Linked DNA regions of Hordeum vulgare: region 1 is linked to region 2. A link is a contact called in public Hi-C data. All regions are on one chromosome and are shown on one strand. Each heading gives the region's core, a stretch centred on a gene start, on an enhancer-like site or on the middle of the called end of the contact. The rest is flanking DNA. Distances are from core to core; before and after follow the strand shown. Region 1 holds the start of LOC123426258 (leucine-rich repeat receptor-like serine/threonine-protein kinase At1g17230). Region 2 holds the start of LOC123426254 (peroxisomal (S)-2-hydroxy-acid oxidase GLO5).

The links. Hi-C and Micro-C count contacts between places; a contact is called where the count stands out from the background.
Region 1: a Hi-C map of leaf shows a contact between it and region 2, with 9 times the contacts expected there. The contact joins the promoter of LOC123426258 here to the promoter of LOC123426254 in region 2. A contact is called at or near these places in 4 of 6 Hi-C or Micro-C datasets (leaf and seedling) and 1 of 1 datasets of contacts at active chromatin or transcription factors (embryo).

The regions. Positions count from the first base shown.
Region 1 is chr2H:352,562,804-352,568,831 of MorexV3_pseudomolecules_assembly, reverse strand. It overlaps LOC123426258 (leucine-rich repeat receptor-like serine/threonine-protein kinase At1g17230), which reads right to left and starts at 4,575. Exons shown (of 2, transcript XM_045110057.1): 1 at 1,235-4,575; 2 at 1-1,016. The coding sequence starts at 4,154. The coding sequence ends at 628.
Region 2 is chr2H:352,279,939-352,286,108 of MorexV3_pseudomolecules_assembly, reverse strand. It overlaps LOC123426254 (peroxisomal (S)-2-hydroxy-acid oxidase GLO5), which reads left to right and starts at 4,287. Exons shown (of 10, transcript XM_045110052.1): 1 at 4,287-4,517; 2 at 4,766-4,922; 3 at 5,396-5,520; 4 at 5,649-5,695; 5 at 5,797-5,874; 6 at 5,974-6,098. The coding sequence starts at 4,786. It also overlaps the pseudogene LOC123426255.

The sequences.
Region 1 (6,028 bases), core at 3,326-5,825, 280 kb before region 2:
TATGCTGTTTGTAGTATGTACAATACACTGCTATCGCTACGGTATCAGTCTTAGGCGCGAGTGGTCCGTTTAACGACTGTCGGAGCTGAACCTATCTGCCTATCTGGGGTGTTCTGTAGAAGGAACGCGCCTTGAATTTTATCTGTCTTTCTTTGGAACAGCAACTGGTGAAGCAGGAATATACAAGTTCAAATGCCTCAACCAGTGGTTAATGTAGGTCAGAAAGATAGATGATGTCCTGTTCCATTCCGAAGCTCAGGCATACACTATATGGTCCTCAGCTCTGTACTTGGTTAATCCGTGGATCCTTCCTCGATAGATGAGTGCTAAAGCTTGAAGATATTTGCCTAGCAAGTGGCAAGCAACAAGATACACTTCATATGAGCATATCTTTTTTCTTCCACCTAATAGCTATCGCTATCTGATTACCAAACAAAATACTCCCCCCAAAATTCTTGTCTTAGGTTTGTCTAGAAATGGATGTATCTAAATACTAAAATGTGACTAGATACATTCATATCTACACAAATCTAAGACAAGAATTTTGGGACGGAGGGAGTATAAGGATGGGAGCTGGGCAGCTTGTTGAGCCCCTTAACAAAACCATAAAATCATTTCATCATACCTCTAAAGCCTAAAGGAAGAATCATCTTTGGTAGGTGACTCCGATGCTGGAGATGAGAATGAATCACAAGAAGAGGCCCTAGCATCAATCAACATGGATATCACTTCTCGCATGCTAGGCCTATCCAATGGTGATTCACTGGTGCAGAACAATGCAATCTTCATCACCAGATTCATTTCTTCCACAACCCTCTTTGAGTTCAGATCGAGTCTGCTGTCAAAAACTTGAGAATTTGGTGTCATGCTATTCATTGTCCGCCTCACCAAATTGACAAGATCTCCTCCTTGCTCAAGAGGCTGAATTGCACATTGCCCAGTCACTAGTTCCAACAAAACCACCCCGAAACTATAGATATCACACTTTTCAGTCACCTTCATGGTGAAAGCATACTCTGCATCACAAGAAGCACATAATTAGAAGCCATAAACTGCATAAGAAATCAAACTTTGGCACTATATTTCTTCAAAGAACGCATCAACTTGCAGGGACATAGAAAAAATGTGTCCAATCCTACATGAAGGAAAGTCTGCTGACGGAACATATTAAACCATTAAAGTATAAAACCATAACTGCAATTCCTAGTGCAATGATTCAGTAAATAATTCGAACCTGGGGCAATGTAACCGTATGAACCGGCTACAGCAGACATGGTCCTGCTGTTGGAAATGTCGATGATTTTTGCCAAACCAAAGTCTCCCACATGAGCCTCCATCATCTCATCGAGCAGTATGTTATTGGATTTAATGTCACGGTGAATCACCTTTGGCTTGCAATCGCTGTGAAGGTAGCGTAGGCCTTCAGCAGCCCCGAAGGCGATCCGGTACCGGGTGTCCCAGTCCAGGAGGTATGCGTCCTTGGTGCCATGAAGCAACTCTCCAAGGCTACCATTTTCCATGTACTCATACAGTATAAGATTGGAGTCCTGGTTGGAGCAGAAACCATAGAGCTTGACAATGTTGCGGTGTCTGACATTTCCAAGGGTTGTTATCTCGGCTCGGAAGCTTCTGTCGACACTGGAACCTTCCCCTTGACATCTGAGCTTTTTCACCGCAACTCGTCGGCCATCAGGCATGGCAGCCTTGTAGACTGTGCCAGAAGCACCCCTTCCAATCACAGCACACTCCGAGAAGCTCCCGGTGGCTTTCAAAAGCTCCTGATAGGTTATCCGCTCCTTGAGAAAGTAGTGAGGACCAGAGAACCCAGTCTTGCACTCTTCATTTGGTACAAGCTTGGGCATGTTGGATTTTAAGAGGCAGCAGACGAGTGCAATCAGCACCAATGAAACCAATATGACGACGATGGAGGCAATGGTGATGATCTTCTCTCTAAGAAACCGCTTGTTGTGCGCTGCTGCTGCTTCACTGCTTGCGTAGGCTGAATTTGAACAAGCTTTTCCTTTGATACCACAGAGGCCATTGTTCCCAAGGAAGTTGCTGCTGTCCAGGTGCTGGAAGAGCAGGGTGCTCGGAAGCGACCCAACAAGATTATTGTAAGAAAGGTTGCACTCCATGAGGCTTGACAGTTGAGTGAAGGAGGAAGGAACCTCCCCTTGAAGCTCATTGTTGTTCAAGAAGAGGTATTCCAGCATCCGCAAATTCCCTAGCTGAGTTGGGATGTCACCGGATAGCATGTTGTAGCTGAGGTTTAGAGCAATCTGGAGGGCATTGAGTTTGCCAAGCTCAAGCGGCACAGGACCAGACAGTCGGTTGCCTCCCATCTGCAGCTCCGTGAGCCGGGAAAGGCCTCCAAAACTTGCAGGAATGGTGCCATTCAGACTGTTGTCGGATAGCTTGAGCTGCTCCAGGTTCACCAGTGTGCCGAGCTCCCGAGGAACGAGGCCGGTGAAGGAGTTCCTGCTGAGATCAAGCCTCTGTAGCTTTGTACACCTTGCCAACTCCCGAGGGACCGGTCCGGTGAGCTGGTTGGATGATATATTGAAGGCGACGAGCTCCGTGAGGTTGCCAATGCCAGCGGGGAGCTGTCCGACAAAGTAATTCCCCGACAGAATCAGCCTCTCTATGCTCCTCAAGTTGCCGACCTCAGGCGGTATGGGGCCGGAGAAGCGGTTCTGGTTCATCTCAAGCGCCGACAGGTTGTGCATCGCCGACAGCTCGACGGGCAGACTCCCCGTTAGCATGTTACCCCCCAGCCGGAGCTGGGTCAGGGTCTTGCAAGCCTTCACTCCCGGAGGGATGTTGCCGATGAGACGGTTTGACCCCAGGCTCAAGAAGATGAGCTTCTGGTACCTGCACAGGTGAGGCGGGATGCTGCCCGTCAACCGGTTGTCAGACAAATCCAGCACCGACAGCGTGCTTCTCGCCCCCAGCAAAGGAGGGATGCCGCCATGGATTTGGTTGTCGAACAGCTGCAGGTACTCCAAGCACGGCAGGTTCTGAAACTCCATCGGAATTGCGCCGGTGAGGTTGTTGATGGACAGGTCTATCCTCCTTATGACACCCAGCTTGCCCAGCTCCGGCGGGATGCTGCCTTGCAGGCGGTTCTCGAAGAGGTGGAGCAGCCGGAGCGTCTGTACCTTGCCGAGCTCGCTCGGGATGACTCCTGTCAGCTTGTTCTCTGACAGGTCAATCTCCACGGCACTCTGCAGGCTCCCGAGCTCCTTGGGGATGGTGCCCTCCAGCTGGTTCCGGTAAATGTAGAGCTTTACGAGCATGGCCAGCGCACCGAGCTCCCTCGGGACGCCGCCGGTGAAGGCGTTGTCGTTCAACGCCAGCATCTCCAGGTTCGTGCAGCTCCCCAGCTCCGGCGGGATGTCGCCGGTCAAGGCGTTCTGCCAAAGGATCAATGTGGTGAGGTTCTTGAGCCGGGAGAGCTCGCGGGGCAGCGTCCCGGCGAGGTTGTTCTGCGCGAGCCCGAGCACCTCCAGGCTGCTGCACTCGCTAAGCTCGACCGGGATCGGGCCGGAAAGGTCGTTGAGACCCGCGCGGACGACTCGGAGCCGCCGTAGCTTGCGGACGGACGCGGGGATCCCGCCGGTGAGGTTGTTGGTGTAGATGACCAGCTCCTCCAGGGCGGTGAGGTTGCCTATGTCCGCGGGGATCTCGCCGGTCAGCAGGTTTTCGCTGAGGAAGAGACGGCGGAGGGACGGGAGCACGCAGAGCTCTGGCGGGATGGCGCCGTGGAGGGAGTTGGTGCTGAGGTCGAGCACCTCCAGCGCGAGGCACGCGGCGAGCCCTGCGGGGACGGGGCCGGACAGCGCGTTCTTGGACACGTTGAGCACGGCGAGCCGCGGGAGCGCGCAGACGGCGGGGGAGAGAGCTCCACCGAGGCCGAGCCCGTGGAGCGTCACGCCAGTCACCTCACGTGCGACGGAGCAGGCAATGCCGGCCCACCCGCACGGCCCACCGCCGTTGGCCGCATCGTCCCAGCTCGAAAGGCGCCCGTCGACGTCCACCAGCGCGCGCTTGAAATCCCGCAGCGCCGCCGCCTCCTTTTGCTCCGCCGCTGGCACAGCCGAGCTCACGACCGCTAATACAAGAATCGGGAGCAAGAAGTGCGCCACCGTCGCCATTGCCGTACGCGAGAAACAAACCCAAACCCAAACCCAAACCCAAACCCAGGAGCTCGGGCCTCGGGCAGCACAGCGAAACACGCACTAGACTAGACTGCCGGCAAGGAACAGAGTGCCATGGATCTCCTTCCCCACCCACTATGCCACCAGGAAACAGCCGGCCATGGGCGAGGTGGGTGGCACTAGTCACTAGTCGCTCCCGCAAGCGCAAATAGCTAGCGAGTGGGAGGGAGGCAGTAGGAAGCTTTAAGGGCGGCGTGCAGGTGCACTGTGCTGTGGGCGCATGGCGATGGCATTGACCACTGGAGCTGGAGCTGGCGCTGGCATTTCCCCGAGCAGGTGGTGCGCGGGGGCGGGGCAGGGCGCGGGGAGTGTTGTGGACCAGGCCGTCAGCGACACAATTTGCCTCGCGCTGCCTCAACACGATGAGACGAGAGAGTAGACTCGTCGCAGTAAAGTAATACTCGTAGTCGTACGTGTGCTGGTGTGGATTACGGATCGCCCGCTGGCCGAAAGCGCCGTTTTGGTTTGGCAAAAAAGCGGTGTCGTCAACATAAGCACTTTGTGGCTAGAAGGATTACGTGTGTTTTCTCTCACCTTTTTCTTTTTTTTGCGGGGATCTCTCGCCTTTTTCGTTTCTAGCACAAAAGGTTCAGTTTAGGGATTGAGATTTTGCATGCACTCCTCTCGGTTCATATAACTTGTCAGCGTTCCGATCCGATAGACAGTATCATCGTTGAAGATCATCAGCTCGTTGACACGCGGGCCACCAGCAGACCAAAACCAAACAGGAAATATGTTGGGCCTCATTGGACCGTCTAGGCCCGACGCGACCGACACAACCACTACTTCTACGCGTGTATGCGGCGACAACAACATCCAGTTGGATCAGGACGGCTTCGACGACTCTCTTCCCGTTCCCCACCTTCTTCCTCCGCGAGCCGCGGGCCTGTCCGTGAGATCGAGTTGTAGCTACCGCAACTTGTGTGATCTCTAGCCACCAAGACTCGTATCGATCTGGTACCTAACATCCTGGTATCAGAGCACAACCACCATCCTCTCCGCATGTCACTTTGGAGACCCGGTACCGCACCCGCACGCGGCAGATCCTCGTCGCCACCATGGATCTGGCACTCAAGGAGTACCTCGACCAGATGCGCCAGGACGCCAAGGCCGACTCCGGCTCTGTCCTCAAGCCGCTACACATGCAGTCCTCCCAGATCGACGATCTGCTTCGCTGGAAGCTCGATCTCGAAGCTCGTTTCGCCAAGCTGGAAGCTTCCACCCCCTCGTCGTCAAGTGGAGTGACGCAATCCCTTCCGCCGCTGCTTCCCACGTGCGGCGACCTTCACGGGCTAAGTGGCCACGTCGACGTTGATCTCACTGGGGGGGGGGGACTCGTCGATGACCGTTGTGTCGCCGACGGCACTCCCGGTCACGGGTATGACTCCTCTTCCGCTCACCATTACCGCGCCTCCTCTATCATCACCCATCCCCGACTCTCTCGGCCAGCCACCACCATCCATGAGTTTCCCCGTGTTCATGGGCGAGAACCCGCAACTCTGAAAGACGCTCTGCGAGTAGTACTTCCAGATGTTCGTGATCCACGACACCTACCATGTACCTATGGACATCCTCAGTTTCTCGAGCCCTGTGGGCATTTGGCTGCAGTCAGTCTAGAAGAAATTGACTGGGCTAGATTGGGAATCTTTCACCTCCCTACTCTGCACCCGGTTCGGGCGAGACAAGCATCAGATGCTCATCCACCAATTTTATGCCATCAAACAAACCACCACCGTCGCCGATTTCATCGAGCGCTTCGAATCTCTGATGAATCATTTGATATCCTACTCTAAAGCTACTCACTCGTATTT
Region 2 (6,170 bases), core at 3,038-5,537:
AAACTCTCGATTCCTCGATTAATTTGTCCGATTCCATGCCAAGTACACCCCGTAGCGGAGGATTCGCTCCGATTCGGGTATGCTTGTTCGGTTCCGCTTGAGATTTCGGCCGCGAACTTTGAGGCGAGCGGTTGTTTAGGGATGTTTCCCCAGTTGAAGGAGAGATTTGAGGTGCGGGGACGTGCTTGTGTACGAACTTGGAGCTTGCGACGATGAATTCTTGCGGGGTTGCTCGAGCTATCTTGACGTGGATTAAGGAAGGTGGAACTGGCGTCAGTTTTGTTGATTTGCTAGGAATTGGCGTTGTTCGACCGGTTAGTAGTTCGACGTGTTCCCGGAGATGGCTGCTTGATGTGCCAGTACCTGCTAATTTGTAGCTCTGAGCTTGATTCTATATTGATTGGCATGATCCAAGAGGGTTTTGTTAGCTCGTGGGACCAGAGTTTTGCATACCCTGGGGCTCTTGATGTTCCATGATTGGTTGACGTCTCTTATAGGCTTATACTAGTTTGTCAAAGTACACGGGCCATTTGAGGTGTAACAAAGTAACTAGTCCTTCCTGGGAGGCAGCCTAAAATCGGGCATTTGATCATATACCTCTTTTTTCTTGTTGCTAAACCCATCCCTTTTATATATACGACAAAAAAAATGCTTATTTGGCTAAACGAGGTTCTTGGCTGAAAGATAGCTCACCTACTTGTGCATTTCCTGTTGTAGCCTTCTATTGATCTTCTGTTTCTGCACTCCAGTTGTGTTGGCCATTCTTCATTATTGTAGTTTGTTGCTAGCTCACTGCCAGTCACATGCTTTTCATTTTCCGGCTATGGGGTTTTGTAATGCCTCTCAACTCACTGATGCTATGCCTCACATATCGATTTCTAAGTGGTTGAAATCAAGTCTGATCTTCGCTCGATTAAATTTCCAGGTGCACCACCAAAACCGTGGGAACGTGCTGGGGCTGAGGGAACATCCGGTCCGTTGCCTTTCAAACCCCCATCTGGTGGCAGCACTAGTGATGTCGTCGAAGCTTCTGGTACAGCTAAACCTGGAGAAACCATTGCTGCTACAGAGAGGAACATGTCTGCCAATGTAAATAACCCCATCTCGAGGCCTATGCCCCAACGTCCTTGGCAGCAAACAGGCTATGGAAATTCTTATGGAGGTAATCTACTGTACTGACCTAGAGCCTATTTGAAGCTTGTCTGCCTTTTGGGGATATCTTGCCAACAACGGTTGTCCTCAGAATGTTCATTTCCTCTTATACAGGAACAGGATACGGATCCAATATGTATAGTTCGGCTGGTGGATATGGCAGTACTTATGGTAGCGGCGGGGGGCTCTATGGGAATAGCATGTACTCCAGCTATGGAGGAGGTGGCGGCCTCTATGGAGGTTCCGGGATGTATGGAGGAGGCATGTATAACAGTGGGATGGGAGGCTCTTATGGTGGTTATGGTATGGGCGGCATGGGTGGCATGGGTGGTATGGGCGGCATGGGTGGAATGGGCGGTATGGGTGGTATGGGCCCTTACGGCAATCCGGATCCAAATTCATTTGGCCCTCCTGCTGCACCACCGGGTTTCTGGGTGTCCTTCCTACGTGTGGTATAATACTTCTGCTTACTTTTTCACTGATCATGATTGTGTTCTGTTTCAATTGGTCCAACCATCCAGTGCACATTGAAGCATGCAATAACTTTCCGAGTGTTCATTAATGTCTAATGTGAAATGTTTGGTTACGAACATTTGCTGCCTAAAGCAAACCAATCTTTGTTTACAGTTTCTTCATCCAATTATCCACTATGTTTTACTCTGAAGCCCAGGCTGTTGTGAGTTTCTATGTTGTACCTGTTTTGATATGTCTAGTTAAGTACAGTAGGTTTTAGTTAATGTACATTCTAGTGTGTCATCATGGTAATGTTGAACATTTGACCATGCTTGTTCACATTTGTTTTTTGGAGTAGAGATCTTATCATCGAGTATATCAAAGTTTATAGATAGACATGCGTGAAGTTACATTTCATTCATACAACACCTGAAGGCCCTGTTTGATAGCTGAGTATTTTCTACTCCCTCTGTACCTAAATACTTGTTGTTGGGGAGAACTAATACAAGTTCCCCCACCTACAAGTATTGTGGTACAGAGGAAGTTTGTATTATGAAAATACTAGAGTTTTTCAGATTACCCCGGTTTTAATTACGGTGAGCTGTTTGGCAACCACAAAAAACTATTAATACAACAGTATTCCCTAAACCATGGTATTTTCTCTGGATAAAAAAAACAACCCTGGACCTCTTTTTTTTTAACCGAGCACGTGAAAAGAACGAGCCCACCTAAGCAGCCGCCGCCGCCCTGTTGTGTGTGGATGGCGTCTTGGTCGGCGGCCATGGACAAATCAAAAAGGTTCTTCCCACTGCTTTCTCTGATTTCCCTGAGTCGTGTCCGCCCAATCCGTGTTCGCTCCGTTACTAGATCTTATATAGCCTGATGGACTGGCCTGGCCGGGATGACCAAGTCGTTCCCGTCAACCCGAGCTCCGCCTCGCGTGGTGAGCCTCTGGCATAGCCGTGTTGCAGAGCCTCAGGTCCTTGCTCCATGTCAGTACGTTGTAAGTTTGACTGCTCCTCCTTAATGGGTGTGACATTGAGCTTGCGCGTCCGTTCAATTAGTCTGTGCTCGTACTGGTTTGTGCATGCCGGTGCTCTGTGCATGGTCGTTCATCAGCTTGCAACGTCTAACTAGCTAGCAACGTGAGCGTTTGCAACTGCTTCAAACGACTGGCTAGTTAATTTTAGTTGACGCATATAAGCTCTTGTCAAACAGGTCTCTACAGTTTCTAAATACTCCAAAATACCTTGTTATGTCAAAACCGTGTTCTTTTTGTACCTCCAGGTTAAATTACTGTAGTTTATCAGTACTTTATTTTTTACAATACTTTGCTATCAAACACTGCCGAATTATAATAGTTCTCCCATTACTTTGACGGTTTAACACATGCTTAATCTTTTGAAAACAATTCTTCATAACTAATCATGGATTTTGCTACAGATGCATGGTGCCGTCAGTTTCTTTGGGCGAGTTGCATTTCTCGTTGAACAAAACACACAAGCCTTCTATTTATTCATTACAGCTATGTTGCAGGTACTGTTATTTTATGTTTTCCTCGTTTGTATTGGGTTCAAATAGCATGTACTTACATTGTTTGTATCTGATTGCCGCAGCTTTTTGATCGGTCTGGGATGCTTTACGGTGAGCTTGCGAGATTTGTCTTGCGCCTGATAGGAGTGCGAACAAAGTCAAAGAAAGGCCGTGTTCAGGGCACTGAGGCCCCTGCATTAGAGGGACCTGGCCAGCAGCTTTTTGAGACACCAAAAGCCAACAACAACTCATGGGACAATGTTTGGGGAAACTAAGACGCCTTGCCCTTATATGTGCTGTTGAACTAATAGAAACATACGGTTAGCAAAGGAAAGATTGCCAAAGCATGTATGTCAGCAACCATCAATCAGAAAGCGAAGAAGAGTATCCAGTCGGAGAAATTGTCTGTTGCAGTTAGCGAAAGAACACAAGGGCTGCTCTTTCTGATTTTCATGGCTTAATCTGCTGTGAGCCTAATGATGGCCAGTTTGCTTTGCTGGAGGATGCAGTGTTATTGAAGTATTTTTGTTGTTTGTATGTATGTGGAGGGTAAATAATAGTACCTGTTATCTTGAAAAGAACGGAGCAAAATGTATTGTGTTCCCTATTTGTTAGTTTGATTTTCAACTGAAGGTGGCCTTGAAGATATAATGAAGTGCAAACATTTAATCTTCGCAGTAAGTGTGTCACAGAAGTAGAGACTTGAACAAAAATGTTTTCTCCAGCTAACTGAAGCAGATGTATTATGCATTGATTCTTGCCAAGAAAGTGAGGATTATTATCTTATCATAGCAGCCAAACTGTTGAAATATTGACATGGGTTAAGCTAAAAAAATAACTTGAATTGTTGGTAGCATGACCAACATTTACACGGGTTGCATTAATTTTAACTGAAGTTGGCTTTGAAGATTGTTGCGACAGCTGAGGATGATGATGATGCAGATATCATTGTCTCGACTCCAAGAAAGAAAGTACCCACAGGAAACACGTCTGGAGCACCCCTGATGGATCGTTGAATCCATCCTGAAACGCAAACTGGCAACAGATACGAGGCCGTAGGGAAGAAGAAGAGAAATCACGAATTTTGGCCGAGGGGATAAATCGGTCGATTTTCTAGGGAAGGGAAGGGAGGGTTGCAAATGGATGAGGAAGCAGTGTAGGAGAGCCACCCTCTCTTCCCACCTCCAATTGCTCATCTCATCCATACAACCCCTCATCTCTCTCTCTCTCTCTCTCAACTGCGCAATTTTGTCTGCATGCACCCAAACCTCCTGCGCCTCATCTCTTATATTGCATCAATCCCCTTCCCCACCACAACCCCTAGTTCCTTCCTTCCCCTCAATCTTCAGGGGACAGTCAGCCAAGCCTCCTCGTACAAGGTAATAAAACCTAAAGTAGTAATTTACCAGGTTTATGATGCACCACATGCTCCACTTCTTGGACACTGTTACTGTGTTATTAGCCCATATTCTTTCTTTGTCTTGATCGTGTAATCTTCTTCACAAGGTGTTTCACCCACTTGCAAGTTCTCCCTAACTACAATTATTTAGGTGGAGAGGGAGTAATTTTCTTTTCTTTAGGTTTAATAACTAACTAGGCCTCTTGTTGTTTGTATGGAGTGGTGCAGGTGGTGATTTGCGCAGAAAAATGGAGATCACCAATGTCACAGAGTACCAGGCCATCGCCAAGCAGAAGCTTCCCAAGATGATCTACGACTACTACGCCTCCGGTGCCGAGGACGAGTGGACGCTCCAGGAGAACAGGGAGGCCTTTGCCAGGATCCTGTAAGCTGACTGCCCATCCTTGCCGTTTTCTTCCTACGGTATCTCCGTATCTGTTTGTAGAAATGCGTAAGAGGAACACTGTACCAACTGAATTTCGGGGGTTCAGAGTTTGACCTAGCTTAGAGCGCATCCAGAGACAACGAACTAAGCAATAATTAAAGAGGACAACTATGCTGTTTTCATCAATCAGCTTCTCATGTAATGTTCCGGAAATCCATGCTATTTGTCTAATATTATAGCACTAGTTTAGGAAAAAATATCAAGTTCCTAGTTACGTATAATAGGGTTGCTCAAGTAATTTCTCAATGCATCCTTTCAGAGCTATTCCTCTGTAAACTAGTTCAAAGTTGAGTCACTTTTGAGTCACTTATTTTGGGATGAAGGGAGTAATATAAATTGCTTTAGATCATTACAGAGCTAGAGTAGCATTACTACCGATTTACCCATCCATTGTCTGCATGTGTTTTGGGTAGGTTCCGCCCGCGCATTCTGATCGATGTATCCAAAATCGACATGACAACAACTATCCTGGGATTCAAGCTCTCAATGCCCATCATGATTTCCCCCACTGCCATGCAGAAGATGGCTCACCCAGATGGTATTGTCTCTCTGAAATGCCATTTGATTGTGTTTAATTGAGCTACACCAAAGTATATAACGTTGTAAGAATTTTGAAATGGTTCCTGCTTTGTCTGCTGCACATTGTTGACCTAAAAATAATATCAGGAGAGTATGCAACTGCCCGCGCAGCATCAGCAGCAGGCACTATAATGGTATGTCGATGCAGCCCCTTGCATCAGAATATCTATACTGACCGGTATATTGAACAATCCTATGTGAGGAAGTAGAATGAGGTGCTGTATTTTTCTTTCAGACATTGTCGTCCTGGGCTACTTCAAGTGTTGAGGAGGTTGCCTCAACCGGACCAGGGATCCGTTTCTTCCAACTCTATGTAAATACTACTCCCTCCGTTCCTAAATATAAGTCACCATCCTCTCATTTTGCTACCCAGGGTTGTGAATAATGATACTTCTTCATTTCAACTTTGTAGGTCTACAAAGACAGGAGGGTGGTCGAGCAGCTAGTGAGGAGAGCGGAAAAGGCTGGATTCAAGGCGATAGCGCTCACCGTGGACACCCCACGACTTGGCCGCAGGGAAGCTGATATCAAGAACAGGTATGTTCTCCATAGATCAATCAAACACACAGGCTGCACATATATGTCGGGATTTATATTGAGCAACATCAA